Linked DNA regions of Zea mays: region 1 is linked to region 2. The links are chromatin contacts, called in public Hi-C maps. All regions are on one chromosome and are shown on one strand. The core of a region is the stretch at or near the end of the contact, and the rest is flanking DNA. Distances in the headings are between cores, read along the strand shown.

Evidence for each region. Hi-C and Micro-C count contacts between places; a contact is called where the count stands out from the background.
Region 1: a Hi-C map of leaf shows a contact between it and region 2, with 8 times the contacts expected there. The contact joins the promoter of LOC100275865 here to the promoter of LOC100278323 in region 2. A contact is called at or near these places in 10 of 25 Hi-C or Micro-C datasets (bundle sheath, endosperm, leaf and 3 more) and 1 of 3 datasets of contacts at active chromatin or transcription factors (leaf).

What each region holds. Positions count from the first base shown.
Region 1 is chr3:171,683,580-171,686,678 of Zm-B73-REFERENCE-NAM-5.0, forward strand. It overlaps LOC100275865, which reads left to right and starts at 1,741. Exons shown (of 6, transcript NM_001371520.1): 1 at 1,741-2,761; 2 at 2,879-2,998. The coding sequence starts at 1,787.
Region 2 is chr3:171,497,900-171,500,774 of Zm-B73-REFERENCE-NAM-5.0, forward strand. It overlaps LOC100278323 (Pentatricopeptide repeat (PPR) superfamily protein), which reads left to right and starts at 1,538. Exons shown (of 13, transcript NM_001151636.1): 1 at 1,538-1,704; 2 at 2,718-2,828. The coding sequence starts at 2,752.

The DNA of each region.
Region 1 (3,099 bases), core at 491-2,990, 190 kb after region 2:
CAAGCAAATCAAGGAGTTGCTTAGATTATTTTCATATAACGGTGGGATGAGTAATTTAGACGAGGGGCTACTCCATGTTGGTGTACAGGTGGAAACGGCCATCGGCTGCAACTGCCGCGTGCGGCGCCTAGAAAGTGTGTAGCCTTATTTATCCAACCGAAAGGAGTAGAGGAAAGGAAACAATCAACAGCATATGATCCGCTCTTGTCTGCACACTGCACTGTGATATGCGAACTCCACTCTCTCCTTTCTTTATCTCAGCCGCTTTGACCGGGAAATATGCATGGGAGTGTTCCATTATCTTTGGAAGGCGCTTTGACTGCTCAACTGCCTCTTTCTTCGTGCGGATGACGAAGTTGAGCGAGTGCCAGGGGTCCATCGAGGACCTACTCTTGTCGAGCGACGGCATCAGTGCAGGGAAGGCCACACGAGGTTGCGTACTCGCGTGAACGCGCACGTGGGCCGAGGCTGGAGTTCTGGGACCCGGCCCCTCCACAGCTTCTGGTGTGGCACAACCCCGGCGTGAGCCTGATAGTGGCGGCAGAGTTCGAACTCGCCTCATGCACATCGGCTGGACGCCGAGAAGACTGCCAATGTTGGTGGATTTGTGCGCTGAGAGAAGTGGCGGCCGCCATGGCCTTCGGGGCAAGAGGCGTCAGGCCGCCACGGCTTCCGCTGTGTGTTGTGAGCACCGCTATTAAGCGTGCGGGTCCTGCCTCCCGTCTTGTGTGCGCGTGGGCGCCTCTCTGCTCGCGTGGCTCCACCACCGCACTGACCACTGAGTGTTGCTGGTGAGCCGCCGTGCTGCTGCTGGTTCTATTTTCCACTTTTCTTCCTCTGAATCTGTCCGAGATTCTCTTCTTTGATCCTCAATACGAACGCGCTGTGTTGAACAGATTCAATTTACTCATAAATACGTACCGCTCAATTGCGTAGAGAGAAAATCGAAGCCTATCGTGTAGGACAGTTCGGCTAGGCCAGAGACCTACCGGCGTGGTGGAGAGTCGGTGCCGATCGAATCCGCAGCAATGTTGAGGTAGAGCGTGCTGATAACGTTTTGAGAACTACGTTACCACGGATCACCAGATCCGCTCCCTTCCCTCCCATCAGCAGATTAGGCGCGAAAAGTTGTAGAGTACTCGTCTCCCTTCCAATAAGCATGACAGAGAAACCTACGAGACATATGATATATGGTTGCTCTTTCTCATCTTTCTGTATTATGAAGGGATATACATGTTCCTTATATGGAGATGTGAGATTCTTCAGGGGCAAAGTCGGTTTTTGCCCATATAACCCTAACTAGTGTTACTTAACAAGAATGATGTTGTTTTTTTTTGTTTGGTTCAGAAATGTAGATAGAATGAAACCGGTCCAGAAGTGTAGGTAGAAGAAAACTGTGCTGTTTTTTGTTTGGGGCTTCGAATGAAAACGCTTGTGAACGAAAAGGTTCGGGGCCGTAGAACGGGTTTCACCTCGCTCTCTTCTTCAACGGCCTCCGCCGTTCCCACAGTGAGCCTCAAATGGCTTTCCGGCCCAAGGTAAAGCACTTTTGGGCTTTGTGGGCCATGATATGGAAAACAAAGCTAACACAACAGAGATTCGGTCCTTCCCCCGTCGCGGCCGTGCGAACCGTTAAGCCCCTGCCGGCAGGCGGCCGCAATTAAACCCGCTTCCCTCGAAACTAGCCGTTGTACCCGTCTCTCCCGAAAATCCATCCCGCTCTCCCTCGACGGCCACACCCTCTCCGGCCTCTCGTCCGCTCCAATCCCGATCCTATCTATCCGGCATGGCCGCCGCCGCAGGCCCGCCGTCGCACAGCGCGGACCTGATGCCGCCGCCGCCCCCTCCGCCCGTCCTGACGACGACTGCGCCCCGTCCTCGCCGCCGCGCAAGGGAAGTCAGCTCCCGGTACCTCTCAACGCCCGTCCCCTCGACCCCGCGCCTCTCCACCGCCTCCTCCACGCGGTCGCGCTCCCCGTCGCCGACGCCGTCGCCTCGTGGACGGCAGCGGGCGGTCACGCCCTTCGCCAACGAGAACCACCCACCCCCGCCGCCGCCTCCCACGGGCACCGTTGCGCGCCGGCGGGCCGTCCAGAAGCTTTTCGAGGAAATCGGCGCCGGCAACCCGCGCGCCTCGGTGAGCTCCAACTCCTCCGCCGTGCCCGCAGCTACTCCGCGGCCGCTCCCGCGCTCCACCAGCGGGCCGGCCGCACCCACCGCGCGGAGGGGGTACCCGCGCCTTCCGACGCCCGCGCGTGCTGGCTCCTGCCCGGCTTCCGGCGCAGTGGATTCCGACACCGCCTCTTGCTGCTCTTCGTCTGATACGTCGTCCACGGCCACTGACCTGTCTGAGGCGGATCGGGCGCTCGGGATGGCTCCAGCCGCGCCGTGCGAGAGCCCGCCACTGCTGGGCCCAGCGTCCTGCCGCGGTGGACGCCTTTCGTCAGAGCTCTGCTCGTCGGTGCCGGAGTCGGGCGGATCCTCGCGGGCGTCCAACCCACTGTGCTACCGCTCGCTCAACTCGGCACTGTCAATCTCAACGGCGATGGCTGGGAAGTTGACGGCGGCAGGGAGGCCACCACAGCCGCAAGGGCCGAAGGTAGCTGATCTGAAGAAGGCGGCGATCCTGGGGGGCAGGAAGGTTGCGGGGAAGCAGGAAGACGTGCACCTGCTGCGGCTGATGGACAATTCGTACCTCCAGTACAGGTTCCTCAACGCCCGGGCTGAGGCAGCAGGCAAGGCCAAGGCGGCGGCTGCAGAGGTGAGGGGTTGCATAGGCCCGGCCGTCACGGGGGCGTCTATCTTGTTCTGGTTGACGAACTGATCGAATTGAAGTGCTGATGACGATTTGTTGTTTTTGGTTTTGTTGGGTGCAAAGAAATCCTTGTACGGGGTCGAGGAGAGGATTGCCAGCCTCAGGGTATCTGTCGCTGAGAAGAGGGCAGAGGTAGAGAGGATGAAAAGGGAGCATATATTGAGATCAGTAGTAAATGCGCAGGTAAAGCGAAGCTGTGATTTTCTGAATTTTGAATTGTTGTTGTATCCGGCAGGTCTTCCTTTTGTTTTAATCGCTGTTGTATTCACTGTGCATTTCTTCAT
Region 2 (2,875 bases), core at 288-2,787:
CCCTAGGGATACGCTCGTACGGGAAGGGAACCCTAAAAAAATGATGTGCTCCAGTGTTGGGCATAATCAAGCCGGATCATGTTTATATTCGTTTCAAACCAGTTTCTATCCTCAGTCTATAGAAACTGGTTTATAAAAATAAAAATGAGTACCGATGTTTAGAACTCAATTTCTAAGAAACAAATTTCTAGTTTTTAAACAACAATTACTAGCATATACTTCCTCTATTTTAAAAAGCGATGGCAAAAGATGTAAATTCCATGAAACCAACAATGTCATGATGTAATTGAATAAACAAAAGCTGGTTTTAGCTATGAAAGATTAGCTTTCTGGTTTTTAAGAAACTGAAAATTCGATTTCTATAAATTAGTATGTTTGGAACCATTCTAGTTTATAAAAACCAGTTTATTAAAAACATGTGCTTACAAACAGGACCTTAATCGCATTATCATTCCCCCATCTTCACATAGAGCTTTTAAAAATGAAAATGAAAAAGTTAATTATGAAAGGCCCAGAGGCTCTAGTGGTAGAATTGTCTTCAAACCTGGTACCATTTTTTTTCTTTTTTATAGCCGGTGTTAGTGAAAATCGAGAGAAGAATTTCTAATATAAGAGCATATTTTGTCCTTAAAATAGTGACCTAAAAATTTAAATAATGTATAATTTAAAGTGTTTAAGACAGTAAGAATAAATAAATTAATCTTTAAATTTTGTATTTTAAAAATAGATTACATCATTAAAAAGGATTTCTACTATAAGAGCATATTTGTCCTTAAAATAGTGACATAAAAATTTAAATATTGTATAATTTAAAGTGTTTAAGACACTAAGAATAAATAAATTAATCTTTAAATTTGTATTTTAAAAAAATAGATTACATCACTAAAAAGGAAAGTTTGAGAATGATGTTGAAAATAAGAATATGGCACTAATCTAAGGTGTTTATATTTGTCACTTCATATCCTGTCATATTTTTTAATAAAAATTTTTATTATTGGATCTATTTTTATTAGTTAAGTTCTATATTTCAAGATAAAGCATTGAATTAAGGTGTTATTTGGTTCGTGTAATTATAACGTATTTCGATTTTAGCTGTAAGTGTTTCTGTCAGATTTTGTTTGGTGCCGGCCAGTTGTGTAACCGAATACAAAGTAATCAGATATGAGACATACACTTTTGTTACCGCTCCTTCAGCTCTGTAATCCAATTTCAGCTATTTGATTTTGTTAGTGACGTGAACCAAACAAAATACGTAGCTAAATCAAATCACGGTGTCATATGATTCTATTAATAAAATATATTTTTAACCAACTAACTATTAACTCTAGTGCATTTAAATAAACCTGACTATAACGAAAAATGTTCTAATCGTGATGAAAGCTTGCCCTGCGCTGTGCGTGTAGGATGCGCAAATTACCAAAAGGGCCCTGGGCTACTGAGTTGGCGGCTGCTCTCTCGGTGGTCCCAAAGGGAAGAGGGGGAACCGGGCAGAGAGCAGCGCAGGACAAGACAGGCAGAGAAGTCGCTAGCCAGACTAGTCTGCGCGGTGATCCGTCTTCCCTGGGGTGTTCCGCCGTCCTGCAGCAGAGGCAGGGGGTTGCCGCTCTCGCCGCCGCACGCTGCGGCTCTGCTCTGCTCCGCCTGATCCTTCCTGCGGCCCTTGTTTTTTCCTCTCGTTTCAGGTGGCCAGCCTTGGTTTTGCAGGTGAGCGCCGCTGACCTCGCCCTTCCCGTATCCAATCTGGTTGCGCTGCGAGGGTTGGCGTCCCCGAGATGTCTACTGCTTCCTTTTTAACTGTCCATACTGGTTTATTTCCTTTTAAATGTCCATACTAGTTTATACTTTATAATGATGCTTGGCTTGAAGAACAGGCTACAGAGGATACCTGTTCCGTGACCAGTGCAGTTCGCATGCGGTTGCTCACTGAACTATATAGTCTTGATTGATTGGAGAATTCGGTTGAATCGCTTTGGTATTAGTTTGTTACAAATTTGCAGTGTGACGGTAATTGCAACGGCTTCAGTTGGTAAAGTGCTCTGATCTGGTCCCACCGTCAGTACAAGGTACTGAGGAATTAGGCCGGATGGACTAAACATAACATAACTTGGGTTCGGTTTCGATGTGATCTTTGTGAACATGAGTGGTTTGCACATTCACAAGTGTCTCGTTTCCCTCAGCGGATTATCCCGGTTCATCTGACTAGAACTCTGCCATTATCCAGGGCAGGAAATAGTGATATGCCTAACTTCTTTGAAGGAAGGTGTTCACGAAGACCTAATTTTTCTTCCATCTGGATGCACTTTACCATGTTACGTGTTCTAATCCGAGTAGGCCTCATTGGTCAGCCAGCTGCATTTGATTGATAATCAACACAATAACCGAATAACATATTGTGCTCAATGTTGGAGAGGGTACAGATATTAGTTATGCTCCCTTCCTTTGAAACAGATGAATTTTTAGCCATTTTTTCTTTTTCAGAAAAGGAAATTAACCCTTTCTTTTGTCATCGGTACCCTCTTGTGTATCATTTTCTTTGAGAATACTAGTAACATCTGTTTGATCTGGTACATAGCAGCATGTTTAAATTGTGTCAAGACTGGAGAAATACCATCCATGCAGAATCATCCATATTATGTACATATTCCTTGAAAAGAGTATTTTAAGTACCTGAGCAATCCGCATTTTTTGGCCTAACAATTACGTTTTCATTTTTGCAGAACTCATTCAGTGGCCTCTGCTGAAAAGTGTTCAATGGCGTCAGGAGCCACCTTAAGCTGGGTTAAAACCCCATTTGACACCCGAAGATTTCATGACCTATCTAATCTAAGGTCCTTCCAATCCTTATCGTGACTGACTCTCAATGGCTTTCTTGCAT